3 separate regions of the Zea mays genome follow, and all the other regions are linked to region 3. Evidence: chromatin contacts called from public Hi-C data. All regions are on one chromosome and are shown on one strand. The core of a region is the stretch at or near the end of the contact, and the rest is flanking DNA. Distances in the headings are between cores, read along the strand shown. Region 1 holds the start of LOC100275982. Region 2 holds the start of LOC103644136. Region 3 holds the start of LOC100283272.

What was found. A called contact is a pair of places that touch in the nucleus more often than the background predicts.
Region 1: a contact with region 3 is called in a Hi-C map of bundle sheath, with 3 times the contacts expected there. The contact joins the promoter of LOC100275982 here to the promoter of LOC100283272 in region 3. A contact is called at or near these places in 7 of 25 Hi-C or Micro-C datasets (bundle sheath, ear, endosperm and 3 more).
Region 2: a Hi-C map of leaf shows a contact between it and region 3, with 3 times the contacts expected there. The contact joins the promoter of LOC103644136 here to the promoter of LOC100283272 in region 3. A contact is called at or near these places in 13 of 25 Hi-C or Micro-C datasets (bundle sheath, ear, leaf and 5 more) and 1 of 3 datasets of contacts at active chromatin or transcription factors (seedling).

What each region holds. Positions count from the first base shown.
Region 1 is chr1:291,936,708-291,940,909 of Zm-B73-REFERENCE-NAM-5.0, forward strand. It overlaps LOC100275982, which reads right to left and starts at 2,185. Exons shown (of 4, transcript NM_001149886.2): 1 at 1,851-2,185; 2 at 105-277. The coding sequence starts at 2,045. LOC111590763 (small nucleolar RNA U31b) reads right to left here and starts at 3,007; the gene lies at 2,919-3,007. LOC111590764 (small nucleolar RNA U31b) reads right to left here and starts at 3,202; the gene lies at 3,116-3,202.
Region 2 is chr1:292,008,720-292,013,237 of Zm-B73-REFERENCE-NAM-5.0, forward strand. It overlaps LOC103644136, which reads right to left and starts at 1,926. Exons shown (of 7, transcript NM_001346920.1): 1 at 1,762-1,926; 2 at 330-576. The coding sequence starts at 1,856. It overlaps LOC100273403 (Putative ALA-interacting subunit 2), which reads left to right and starts at 2,189. Exons shown (of 8, transcript NM_001147840.1): 1 at 2,189-2,315; 2 at 3,508-3,569; 3 at 3,660-3,734; 4 at 3,825-3,941. The coding sequence starts at 2,246.
Region 3 is chr1:292,317,608-292,322,144 of Zm-B73-REFERENCE-NAM-5.0, forward strand. It overlaps LOC100283272, which reads left to right and starts at 1,892. Exons shown (of 5, transcript NM_001369528.1): 1 at 1,892-2,049; 2 at 3,569-3,805; 3 at 3,882-4,135; 4 at 4,500-4,537. The coding sequence starts at 2,040.

The DNA.
Region 1 (4,202 bases), core at 935-3,434, 380 kb before region 3:
ACTATAGTTTTGAAATAAAGTGCTTAACAGTTCACAAGGCCAACTTATAAGCAGCTACTGGTTGAGAGAAGTAAAGAGGTATTTAGTGTGCAGCTCGTGCTTACTCTGTGACAAGAATTTGCTCAAACAGGACTTTAACCATATCAATCCCGCGCTTCACTCTAAGCAGATTCCTTGTATGGCTCCCTGGTTTCCTGACAGTGTCGGTCTGAATGTCTCGCTCAACCATAGAAGGCAATGTTGAAATTGACTTGGACGCCTCCACCAAATCATCAACCTATAGATAATCCAATGAAGTGTTCAGGGAAGAACACAAAAAGAAAACATAGAAACGTCAGAATGATATATTGGCAACAAGGAAAGCAATTCAGCGCCGTCATCAAAAAATTGTTACAAGTTGTTATGCAATGTGTTTTTCCGTAGTATTAAATTTATCCATGTGTCTAGTCAAACTTAAAAGTGAAAGTACTTGTTACTGACACATGATAGACTTTGACAACAGATAACTAGCCAGGCAAAGATGAGAGCAAAGTCAGAAATCAAACCAGCACAGCATCCCAACTCAGAATAAACCAGTTGCACACGAAGTCTGCTATGTAATGAACTGTCCAGGTCTCCAGTAAAACTGACGAGACCTTTCAACTCTCTAGTAGCAAACTAGAAAGCAAGTGCGGTGGGTCATATTCTAACACTTTGAGCATCCGTTGAAACAAATTGGCACAGAAGATAGCCTCCGAATTATATGATCCGATTCAGATGTGAAAAGTCTACATTATTATTTTCGAGGTCAATTTTCCTAACCTCCAAGTCTTAGACAAAATCATCACATTTGATTACAACTAAGCAGAACACCTAGCAGAAACTGAATCTATTACTCGCCATCAAGAGCTCAAACTAAAATAGTTGTGCACTAAGTTTGCAGTGAATTATCCAAGTGCCTGCTCATAAAACAACATATATGAGTGATACTGGTTGGCATGTGCAGCAGATAGAACTCTAACCAGTATCCATCAAAACAAACAAGCACATAACAGTGAACGCGGCCGAAGTAGATTCACTGATTCTGTGCACCTAATTGATAAGAGACTAATCTGAGCTCAATCAAACACCACATACGAGCATGTTTAGTCATACTCAAAAGTGGCGATGTTTGCTACCAACACAAAACAGATTAATAACAGATAACTAAACAGACAACGATGAGAGACCAACACAGCACCATACCCAAACCGGAGTAGAACAGTTGCACATGAGGTGTTTAGTTTATCTGAACTCTCTAGTGGCAATCAACAAAGCCGTATATCATATTATCATCCTAAACACCGTAAGTATCCATTGAAACAAACTGGTACAGAACACAACCTTAGATTAGATGATCTTATTCATATGCAAAAACTCTTTATTTGAACTCTTTGTTGTCAATTCTCCCTAACCTCATAGTTTTGGTTACTAATCACAAGCCAAAATCCGTGCACCGAGAAAGAATTGAAGCTAATCATCACCACCATCGTTTTGAGCCCAAAGTACGACAGCTGCACACTAAGTTTGCAAATGAATTATCAGGTGTCTGCTAAGATATGTGCAGCAGATAACATTCTACTATCTCAAGCGTCACCAACTCACCATAACAGCAAACAAGGTCTCGAAAGTAGATGCTCTGATATCAGTGAGAGTGTGAGACCATCCAGTCCTTAAATACTGGTCTCAGACAACTCTAAATTCGATGGATCATCACATCCATCCAAGCACAAATAAGCAGCAGACGGATCTAAACACTGGACGAAACCACGCCAAACAGCGACAGTCGTACAGAGCCAGTGCGAGGAGACGGGGAGTAGGAGGATGCGTGCCTTGGCGACGTAGTCCATCTCCGCGAACTTGAAAGCGATGCCGAGGCAGCCGAAGAGGACGGAGACGTTGGAGCAGGCGCGCGAGAAGGCCCCAGCGTCCATGGGCACCGCGGGCTGCTGCTTAGCGACGGCGGCGAGCTCCTCGAACGACACCGCTATACGACGCAGTGGCTTATCGGCCTGGCTGGAACCCATCGCCGCCGCTTTCGGAGAGCTCGCCGACCTCGGGTGCTGGCAAGCACGGGGAAGAAGACGAGAATTTTTTCCCTCCCCTTTTTTGTTTTTTTGGAGGATTTTTAGGAGAAAAGTTTGGTGCTGCCGGCTTGCCTTTCGGTGTTTCAACGCGTTCATTTTTTTTCGTCATTTTTGATGAGGTAGGCAGGTGGCACGTATGGTCCTTGCCTTGGGAAGCTGGCCGTCGTTGTTCGATGCGTTGTGGGTTTAGCTCGCTGGGCGGAAGTTGGGCCATTTCGTTTCAGAGCCCACGCCCAAAAAGAACAGGATGCCCGTGGTTTTTCGATGTCGTGCTGGGCTTCACTGGGCAGCAGTTCACCATTTTCGTTTCAGAGCTTGCGCCCACAAAAAAACATGAGGCCCGCTGCCGTTCGATGCCGTGCTGGGCTTCGCTAGGCGGAAGTTGGGCCATTTCGTTTCAGAGCTTCCGCTCAGGAAAAAACAAGAGGAAGGAATACTTCCCTTTGGGATAAGTTAATTAAAAATACAGCGTACAAGCTTTGACAACACTCAACCTCTACTAGAGGTCATTAAAACTTTTAGTTCCATCAGTAAAGCAAATGTCCATAAATTTTAAGTACTTTTGAAGTATGTGATTTGTCAATATTATTACAGAATGCTTTGCTCATTATAAGGGCATACACCGTCATTTCGGAATGTAGTAATACTTTCGGCCTGCTCAGCATTGATGTAGTGATGAATCCCTGACAGTATCAAGAAACGAAATAGTGGTGAAGCCCACAACTGAGAGTATGATAAATAAAATAGCAAATGGCCCCAAGAAACAGACACCTGCTAAGTCTCCGAAACTGTCAGATTATGACAATCTGTAAAGAGTCAGATCCACTGTTATGTCAATCAGCAAAGAACCGTCATGTGAACGGATCCTAAGACTGGGGCGACAATTGCGCATCATCATCCTCTGAAGAATGGATACAGGCATGCAGCAAAGATGAGAAAAAAAAAAGAACACAAATGTAACACACTGCAACGGATGGGAGGAAGTGGTGAAGGCGAACTCATGAACAGTGGAGTCAGAAACGATAACATGTCAATCAGCAAAGGTCCGGAAGTCCGGATCCTAAGACTGGGGCGACAAAAACCATATCATCATCCTCCGACACGACCATCGACACTGATGAATTCAAAAGAAATCAAAATCAAAAGATGGGAAAACAACACTGTTTCGACCAAAAAACGCACCGAGCAGCGAGAAATCATGGGAGTCAAGAATGCTAGACGACCGTAGAAGAATTCGGCTACACGCGTTGTGTATTTATATTCAGCTACCGCCGGTGAGGTGTCTTCAGACTGCGAGCGGCGGCGCGCAGCGGCTGTATATTTTATATTGAACGAAGGCACGCAGCAGGTCAATTAGGGTTTCTAGTGGGCCTCGGGGTGATTGTGGGCCTTTTCTCGAATGCGTGAGAGACAAGCGTCTAGGTCCTATTCTGGGCCTAGAACTAAACCATTTCGAGTTCTTTCTAAAAAATATTCTTCAACGATACGTTATCTCAACTCTTAATCTTTTGACAGTTGCCCGTTCATTGTTTCTTTCTGTATATTACATAGATAGATTTGTTCTAATAAAATATAAAAATATGTGTTTTGATTAGGTAGGTATGTGTCGGGGTAAGAATCTCTAGCCCCAAGGAGCCTATCAGTCAGCAAGCACACTGAGGAAAGGTCTTTGGCAACAGAGGCCCGCTGGTTAGCTGGAGGAGATAGGTAACGACTACCCGAGAGCCACCCACCCTCAGACGAACCACGTGGCACTGAGCCTGGAGTCGAATATAACAGAACCTGACAGGGGTGGGCGCGCCAAAAGAAACCACTCGAGTGGATCACGTGCCTGTTCGAGACCGACCCATCGTAAGTGACTGGTCGCATTAAGTGCGCCTGGCGATGGTTAGAAGAAGTGTAATTAGGTATATCTCGTGTATGTACCTTCTTCTCCTTAGCCATGAGGCATGTGTGTCGTTCGTTAGGGAAGAGGGAAGACTTGTCGAAGGCAGATGCAGCAAGTCCTTCATCATCGGAGTCGGATGAATAACAGTCAGAGTCCCTTTCCTTTCCAATGTTCGCCTCGCCCTTCGCCTTCCTGTAGTTCTTCTTTCT
Region 2 (4,518 bases), core at 676-3,175, 310 kb before region 3:
TTATGTTATAGCTGATATGAAAGTGGAGAGGTCTATATGTGCATAATGATTTTGGTCATGATTCCATGGTCACATTTTCAGACCTATGGCATGTTTTGTATTACTGCCACCAACAAATGGTGACAAAAGAAATGTTCAGCCAACTTTATTGTATCATTATGGAGTTCAGGGACTTGGGTGGGGAGAGATGAATCCTCTTTAGTTGTATACTAAAGCCCAAAGGAGCAATATATGGTACATGCAACACACCACAAGAGAAAACCTAAAGCATGTGAAATGACACACCGTAGAGGCGTAGACCCTATAGTAGTCCCAACTAGGGAAGATACCTTCGGTTTAGAAGCCCAAGTTGAAGGCTTAAATGTTGCCAGTCGACGAAGTAAGTCTCCACGTTCCCATGGTCTGCATGATGGTGCAGAATCCATAGCAGTGCCAGCTGCATCAAAACTATGGGAAGGGTGATAAGCATGTGCAGCAACTTGCGACGACGAGTCAACTCTGGAAGCTTGTTTGCCACCCAACCAATCTATGCTTGCAACATTAGTTTGCATAGCAGGTGACGAGGCACCGACGGAACTGAAAAGAAAAAGGGGCTTCAGTGCAAGCTTTTAAAAAAGAATGACAAAAATCTGTAGAAAGGATTATTTCTTGCTTTATGAATTCCGTACAGAAAAGGTTCGCATTGACGTTATGTAACTACCCGCAGCCGCGGAAAGGTGCCGGGACGTGAGCAAGATCACAAGCAGAGATAACTTGGGGAAATGGACGAGAAAAGGTTCCTCTCCGATTTGATTCCTTTCTAGTTCGTTGTCTGGGTTCTACCTTTGCATGGCAGTGGCTTATAAGACAGAGGCTAACTCTACCTTGTGTGCCCATGCATACATATGACATACCAACACCAAATATGTATACGCCAGCTGTAGATTTGTTCGCGCCGTTGGCATGGTACCAGCCGTGACAAGTTAGCTTGTCATCCAAATAAAATAACTGTTTTCAGGTTTTAGCATTCAAGCATAGAAACTATAGCACCATGTTCAGATCTAACATCAAAAAATGAATTGAGAATAAGCTACCTAGATCTATAGTTAACAAGGCTACCATGAGCTCCAGTGGCTCAATAGTCAATCCTATGCTACCAGTCTCCACACCATCAAATGTGCCACATTCTCCACTGATTTTTGCAAACTGCAATCCTTCTCAAATCTCAATTGCTGCACTGTGACCAAACCAGCATTAGAATATAATAGCATGAAGTCAGCACAAATGTAGCATGTCCCCCTAATCATAATATTTGGTGGCAAACACGTGTAAGCTCTAATCGCAGAATTATGTCATTCATTGTTACCGTTCATTAATCTGTAACACTATACAGCAGCAGGAACCAATCTAGCAACTCAAATCCTGGCGTTTTGCAGCCAAAAGGAGAAGTAAAGCTCAGCCAGCTACACTTGATTTTCGCCGACCATGGACGTATAACTGATGTTGGCCATCAAATATCTCATGCTTTCCCCTACAAAGGAGTGTCCTAGAGTCCAATCAAAATTCCATAATCGAATTTGAGCCACCGCCTCGGCAAATCCTACCTCGAATCCTACAATAGGTCTTTTGGACGAAGTAAAATCTACCTTTCTTACGCAGAACCAACACCCTCGCCACCAATCCGAGCACTGAGACCCCGATTCCCTAACCAAGCAACAGCGCCTACAGCTGAGAATCTACAACCAAAAGTAGAGAGGTCCCGAGGCGCGACCGCCACCGTACCTGGCTACCGGGGTGTGCGGCGGCGACGAGGACCGGGCGACGGCCATCGGCGTTTCTGCCACCGCCCCCGACGAGCTCCTCACCTCCTCTCGCATCTCCCTCTCTCTCTATCTCTCTCTCACACACACTCCGTGGCGCCCGCGCCTGTCGCTCCTGGGCGAAACGAAATGGGGAAAAGATTCCCCCGATCGCGACGCGCCGGGCGGCGCATTGATGCGGCCGTTACATCGACCGTTAGTCACCGTTAGTATCCATCTCACGCCGTCAATTCGAGCGCCCCCGGGAGTTGGGCCCATAAGGCCCACGTGAATTAGATAGGCCCTCAAGATTTAGTGGGCCCATGGGCTCCTTTTCATCGAGCAGCAAGTGGACTCTCCACTCTTCTTCTGCGGTCGGATCCCCCGGCGGGTCGGACTGCGGAGCACGGGCTCCGGCGAGCCGCTGACGAGGGCCTGTGCGGCGACCGAGCTCGTGGCGGGAGAAGATGGACGAAGCGAGCACCTCCGCGTCCGGCGCCGCGACGAGGCGCGGCTTCGTGCCTGCGAGATCGGGAGGTGAGTCACGATCTGATGGCTGGGCTGGCTTCGATTCGGTCGCGTCGCGTCTAGGTTTCCACGCTCAGGAGCGGTGTGGTCTGCGGGAGATAGTAGCCTCAGCCCTCAGATGCTAGGGTTAGTAGCTCGCGCGATCGTGGGATTGCATAAACGCTTAATTCGAGCGTAAAATTGCAGTTCGCATTGTTGATTTGGTCTTACATGTTACGGAGGTTGCTTGCTTACAATTACAATCCATTTATCTGAACAGCATTTGAGGTGTGTGCATGCTATGCTAATGTAAGGTTACATTTGGTGAGTCTTTATAAGGCCCCGTTTGGTATAAGGGACTAATGCTCCATTTCAGTCCCATTTAGTCCCTAAATTGGCAAACGCTGGGACTAAAATAGTGATTAAACTGTTTTAGTCTCTAGTCCCTCAAGGGGTGACCAAAAAGGACTAAACCATATAAATTCCAGTTTTTGCCCTTGTTTTATCAGTTGTACTAATTGCGGAAGAATGCTAAGTGGTATTTTAGTCCTCTTATGATTCATTTAATGTGTTTTAAATAATTTTAGTCCGTAGAAGTCTCCTAACTAAATTTTAGTCACTGGACTAAAGTAACCAAACGGGACCTAACAATAAATGAACTTTTAGCTAATAATCATGGTGGGCATAAAGTTAGGGGGTGTTTGTTTTATAGGGACTAATTTTTAGTCCCTCCATTTTATTTCATTTTAGTCCCTAAATTGTCAAATACGTTTAGTTTCCGTGTTTGGCAATTTAGGGACTAAAATGGAATAAAATGGTGGGACTAAAAATTAGTCCATAAATTTAAGTTTCCGTATTTGGTAATTTAGGGACTAAAATGAAATAAAATGGAGGGACTAAAAATTAGTCCATAGAAACTAAACACACCCTTAGTCACCATCTGGACTCGCGATCTGTATCATCATTTTTTAGAATCATGTGAAACACAATACTGATGCAACCACAGGCAGATTTTGTTGTATTAACTTGTGTTTCCTTTATTGGCAACTACTGAATCTGGACATAAGAAGATTATTTGGTGGATTTCTTTTACAAACTTTGAGAATTCAGATTATCTGTATTTTCCTATCATTGTTGTGCGTTGCAGTACTGTTCTAGTTTAGTACTCCATAGAGTTGACAATTCTTTTTTTCCATTTTTGAAAAGTTTGTTAGTTTTGCAGTTTTCTATAGGTTCACCCAGCAGAACCTCCCAGCTTGGAAGCCAGCAATGACACCTGGATGTGTAAGTTTGCTCTGATCCTATCGACAGGTTTGGCATATAGACTGTTTCATATGCAGTTCAAATGATGATATTTTACTTCACTGTTTTCAGATAATAGCAATGTTCTTGATTATCGGAATAATTTTCATACCTTTCGGGCTTCTTTGTCTCCAAACTTCAAATCATGTATTGTTCTGCTCCCTCTGGTAGATACTGATGTTTCCTTTAATCTTTATACCGCAAGGTATAACTGATGTGCTCATTATTCCGGTTCAGATTGCAGAAATCATCTACCGCTATGATGTTGACTGTGTGCCTGATGCTTACAGAGGAAATAGGCAAGCTTATATTAAGGACAGCTCGATTTCTAAGAACTGTACTCTGGAAGCGAAGGTAGATCGTTATGTGATTGTTGTTAGACTACCCGTCTAGGGTTTGGGGTGTTCCCCATGTAATTACCGTTTTACCCCTCACTGTAATGGGCCTGGCCCAGCTACTAAGCCTATTAATACTATTCCCCATCCCTGGTTAGGGGCATGAGTTCAGTTTCCAACATGGTATCATCAGCCTAGGTTTAGGTTTCCTGTTTCCCTGTCCTACAGCCGCCGCCAGGGGCATCCTCTCCCCTACGCAGCCGCCAGGGGCCTCCTCTCCCCTGCAGCCGCCGGCCTCCTCTCCCCTGCGACGGCCGCCGGCCCCCAGTCCTCTCCCTCCTCTCCCCTGCGTCGTCCGCGCCTCTCCCTCCTCTCCCCTGCGTCGGCCGCCGGCCCCCAGCCGACGTCCGCGCCCCTCCCTCATCTCCCCTGCGACGGCCGCCGGTCTCCAGCCGCCGCCCGCCGCGCGCCGAGCCCCGACCGTCGCGCGCCGAGCAGCCCCGTCCACGCCCTCTCTGCTTCCCAACTCTCCCCGGCCGCGCCCTCCATCTCCGGCGTGCCCACCCGCCGGATCCGCGCGCGCCCTGCCAGTGCCT
Region 3 (4,537 bases), core at 642-3,141:
CCCATACCATGTAACCTTGATATATCAGTTTATGTGTTTTTTCATCCAATGCAATATGAGCACGTCGATGATCCTAAGTATTTAAAAGTGGACGATTTTAGTTTAATAAAACTTGCGGGAAACCTCAATTATATCTATCTCGGCGATGTTGTATATATTTACGCATAATAACATTGGGAGCCCTTCGTAATTTTAAATACCTATAAATCCTGGGCCCACCACTGGTCCGTTGGCCATTGGCCAAGCTCTGTTTAGTACAAATATGACATTTGTACGCTATGCAACTTTCCGCGAGAAAATCCTTTCAATTCCATATTTTCAGCGAGAAGATCCCTTTATTTCCATATTTTTTCTATTCAAATAGATCGAACCAATTTCTAGTGGCATTAAAGAGTCGTTATAGATTTTGATGGAATTAGAGGGATTTGCTTTAAATGGAACTAACGACGTTAGCTTCAAAGTAACGACGATGGAATTCAAGGGATTAAAATTTAAATTTGATGGCATTGAAGAGAAGCTATAAATTCTTATGACATTGAAGGAATTGGTATAAGTTTAGATGGTATTGAAGGGATTCTCTTGTTAAACTTTGATACAATAAGTGCTAGTTTGGAAAATTAAATCTCTTCGAGATTCTCGAAGATTGAGAGAAAAAATGAGCTAATTTTCCACTCAATCCTTGACAATATCAGAGGGGATATAAAATTTCAAACTAACCCTAAGGGCTAATTTGGTCACTAGATAATTAGAGGGGGTCTATGAGAAAGAATTACCTTGCTATTCAAAAGTGAACGAAAGGAATTGAAGTGAATTAATTCCATGGTCACCAAACCAGTACTAAGGGCCCGTTTGTTTCGTTGGAATTGAATTCAATTTTAATAATTATAATTTAGACAAAACTAATTAAGTTTATATATTTATATATATAATATATTTGTATATTATCCTAAATCATATGAGAGAGTTAGTTATATAGTATATTTATGTTATAGAGGTGCAGGTAGAAGAGTGTGCTATAAGTTATACATCGGAAAATTAGCATGTAAATCTATAGAATCAATTTCCATCTCTCACCCCATGAATTTGAGATAGGCTTATATGATAACTTTGGAAAGTGGTGGAATGTCATATTCTAAAAAATTAGCCTATTCCATTAGTAAGATTCCAATTCCTCGAAATGAAAGGAAACAAACGGGGCCAGGGATTGTTCGGTTATGTTTGGAACGAAGGGGTTGAATTCCTCCCTAATTAAAATTGAATGTAAGCGGATTTAATCTTTTTTAATTCCATTTGATCAAGACGCAACCGAATGGTCCAAGAAAATCCCCGGGGAAATAAGGACCGCTGCTAATAAAGAGAGTAAAAGTAGATCTTTTATTTTGTACATCTTGAGAGATTCTGATATTTGCTATCAGCAAAAAATAGGTTTGTAAAATTGTCATCAGACCCACATTTTATAGACTCAGCTGGACCCACAATTTATAGACACAGTGGTAATTATAACAAAAAGACGTGAGTGGCAAAAAATCAATTATCTCGTACATCTTCGGGGCATTCGCTTATCACTGCACAGTTTTTTTTTTTTTTTTTTGCTTTGCTAAAAAACAGAATAGTGGTTTGCGAAACTTTTCATCTGTTGGGCTCTGATCTCGAATTATCACTGAATGAGATTTTGGGGCCGAACGCTCTGACCTTGGGCCGAATTCCCGGCGCACCTAAAAAATCCCAACGCTACCAAACGCCCAAAAAAAAGCCAGGCCAGGCCAGGCCAGCGTGAAACGACCCAGTCCAGTCATGTTGACTTCTCCGCGTTCGACTCGGCTACCCGAAACTCCCTTGGGCGCCGAGGCGACAGCGGCACGCGGGCGAAGCTGCGTGGGCGGCTCGTTCGGCTCGGCTGGCCCTGGACGCTTCACCTCCCCCCTCTCTGTCTTGTCCGCTTTTGGTCGACCGCGGCCTTGGGCGGAGCAATCCAGGTGGAGTGGGCCGAGAAGCGGCCGCCTGATCGAGCCGAACCAACGGCCGACGCGGCGCACGCCATGGTAGCAGGTTCGTCGACGCCCTCCATGTCGGAGCCCCCTCTCCTGCCGTGCTTACGCGTGTCTGATTGATCGGCTGCGCGCGTCGCCGACTCGATCCGGCCGGTTGGTGGATCGTCTGGTCGCCGGGACGAGGGTGAGGAATCCGTCGAATTCGTGCCCAATTTCGGCCCGATCGGTGGTCGGATTGGGTTGGGAAGCTCCGCGGCGGTGGGCGTGTCCGGTCGGTTAGGCTTCGGTGCCGCTGGGGCTGGGGCTGGGTAGCGGTGCTTGGGGATACTATTGCTCCTGTGAATGTTTATAGGAAGGGCTCTTCTTGGTTTCGCGCCGAGAGTCTCGCCGGGCCTATTGCTAGATATGCTACTCCAGCCGGCCGTCGAAGGAAAATCGATGCGATTAAGATAAGGGCACGCGTAAAGACGAGGTGTCAGCCTTGACGGATTGTTTAGCTTAGGATGAACTTGCTGCCTTCCACGATGCCTTTTACCTAAGCCGTGACTCGTGGACTTCTGTGGTTTTAAACACTGATGCGCTTGTTGGGATCCTGTATTTCACGGAGAAACGGGATATGGTTATGAGCTTTAGCCTTGTGCTTGCTTTTATGCCAGGATTTCTCATTCTTTATATACTCCATTCGCTAGATGTAGGTAAGTCCATCTGAATCATTTGGTACTAGATGTCTAGTACTGGTGTAGATGTAATGTAAAACCTAGGGTGACAAGACTAATGTGTGTGTTGTATTGTCAAAAGTCATCAATATGTGCTTTGCAAGCACTAATATAAGCATTCTGGTATTTTGTGTACCTGTCCTTACATGTATTAGCGATGGATGTGGCATCTGTGATGTACATTGCCTACATATTGAGGAACCAAAATATTGAAGTCTCACCATGTTCATGGGCTTTGGTTACGCACATGTTGCGAATTCAATTAATGATCAGGCTTGAGGCCATCAGGGCTTGAACTAGTGCTTGTATTTTTTAGCACATTCCTCACTGTAGTTTTGTTTTCTTCTTAAGGAGGAACTTTATTTGACCCCCATTCTGTATTGTTTACTACTTCTGACCAAATATATAGGTAAAAATATTAATATTTATGACACCAAATAAGTATAGTATGAAAGTATATGGACAAACCCAATGTTGGAGCCTCCCATATGAATGGGGTCTGGGGAAGGAATAAATGAGGCAAGTCTTACCCTTGCATTTTGCAGAGCGTCGAACCCAAGGCCTTTGGCCCAGTGGAAAGGCACACCACTGCACCATATCTATCCTTCATAGTACGAAGATGTATCTCATAAAAATCTAGTGGTGCTTATTTTATATTATAAATATTTGTATTGTTTATAGTTAATCAAACGCAAGACACTTTAACTTGGTAGTGTGCTAGAATTGGATTTTTTGTCGACTGAGGGAGTACCATATCGTCTTATGGATACCACTTCATGTTTCTATATAATGTGTGAGTAGTTCATTCTTTGTTTATGGTTGGAGGCTTACTGAAAAATTGTCCATGGATGTGATTGGCAGCTGGCAATCCACCTCCAAAACCATGGGAACGTGCAGGAAATTCATCTGGCCCAGTGCCTTTTAAGCCGCCCTCTGGTGGTAGCACCAGTGATGTTGTTGAAGCTTCTGGGACAGCAAAACATGGAGAAGTTGTTTCTGCTGCTGGAAACAATGTTGCCTCCAATGTAAACAGCACAATTTCAATGCCTGTGCCCCCAAGGCCTTGGCAGCAGCAAGGCTATGAAAACTCTTATGGGGGTAATTGTAATCTGTTTTGCATGTTTCAGAAAATATTCTTGTGTCTCAAAATGTTAACGTTTTGATGAAAATGCAGGTTATGGCTCCAATATGTATAGCTCTTACGGCGGATATAGTGGACCCTATGGAAATAACATGTACTCAGGTTATGGAGGAGGTTATGGCGGTATGTATGGAGGTTCTGGAATGTATGGTGGACCAATGTATAGCGGTGGAATGGGAGGACCCTATGGTGGTTATGGTATGGGCATGAGTCCCTATAATCAGGGACCGAATTCATTTGGGCCACCTACCCCACCCCCTGGTTTCTGGGTGTCCTTCCTACGAGTGGTAATATATGTTATTTTATCTAGTTACTGCTGATGCAGATGATTACTTTCAATTGACCATCCACACAACTCTGCATAAATAAGATCTTTTACAGTGCATTAACAGCTGTTTTCAAATGCTTTCCAGAACTTAGATTGCAGTTGTACCCCATAGTCCCTGCTTGCCATGATTGTTACACACATGGTGAAGCAACACATTTCGTATTTTACCTGCATTATTGGAACATATATTTTGCTAATTCAATACCAAATTCCATGTAGTGACTGCGTATCGTTCATGACGCTTTGCATCAGTTGATTTAAAAATATCTTTCACAGGTGACAGGACTCATCGTTCTCCTAACCAGATCTCTTCTTAATTACAGATGCATGGTGTTGTGAATTTCTGTGGGAGGGTTAGCTT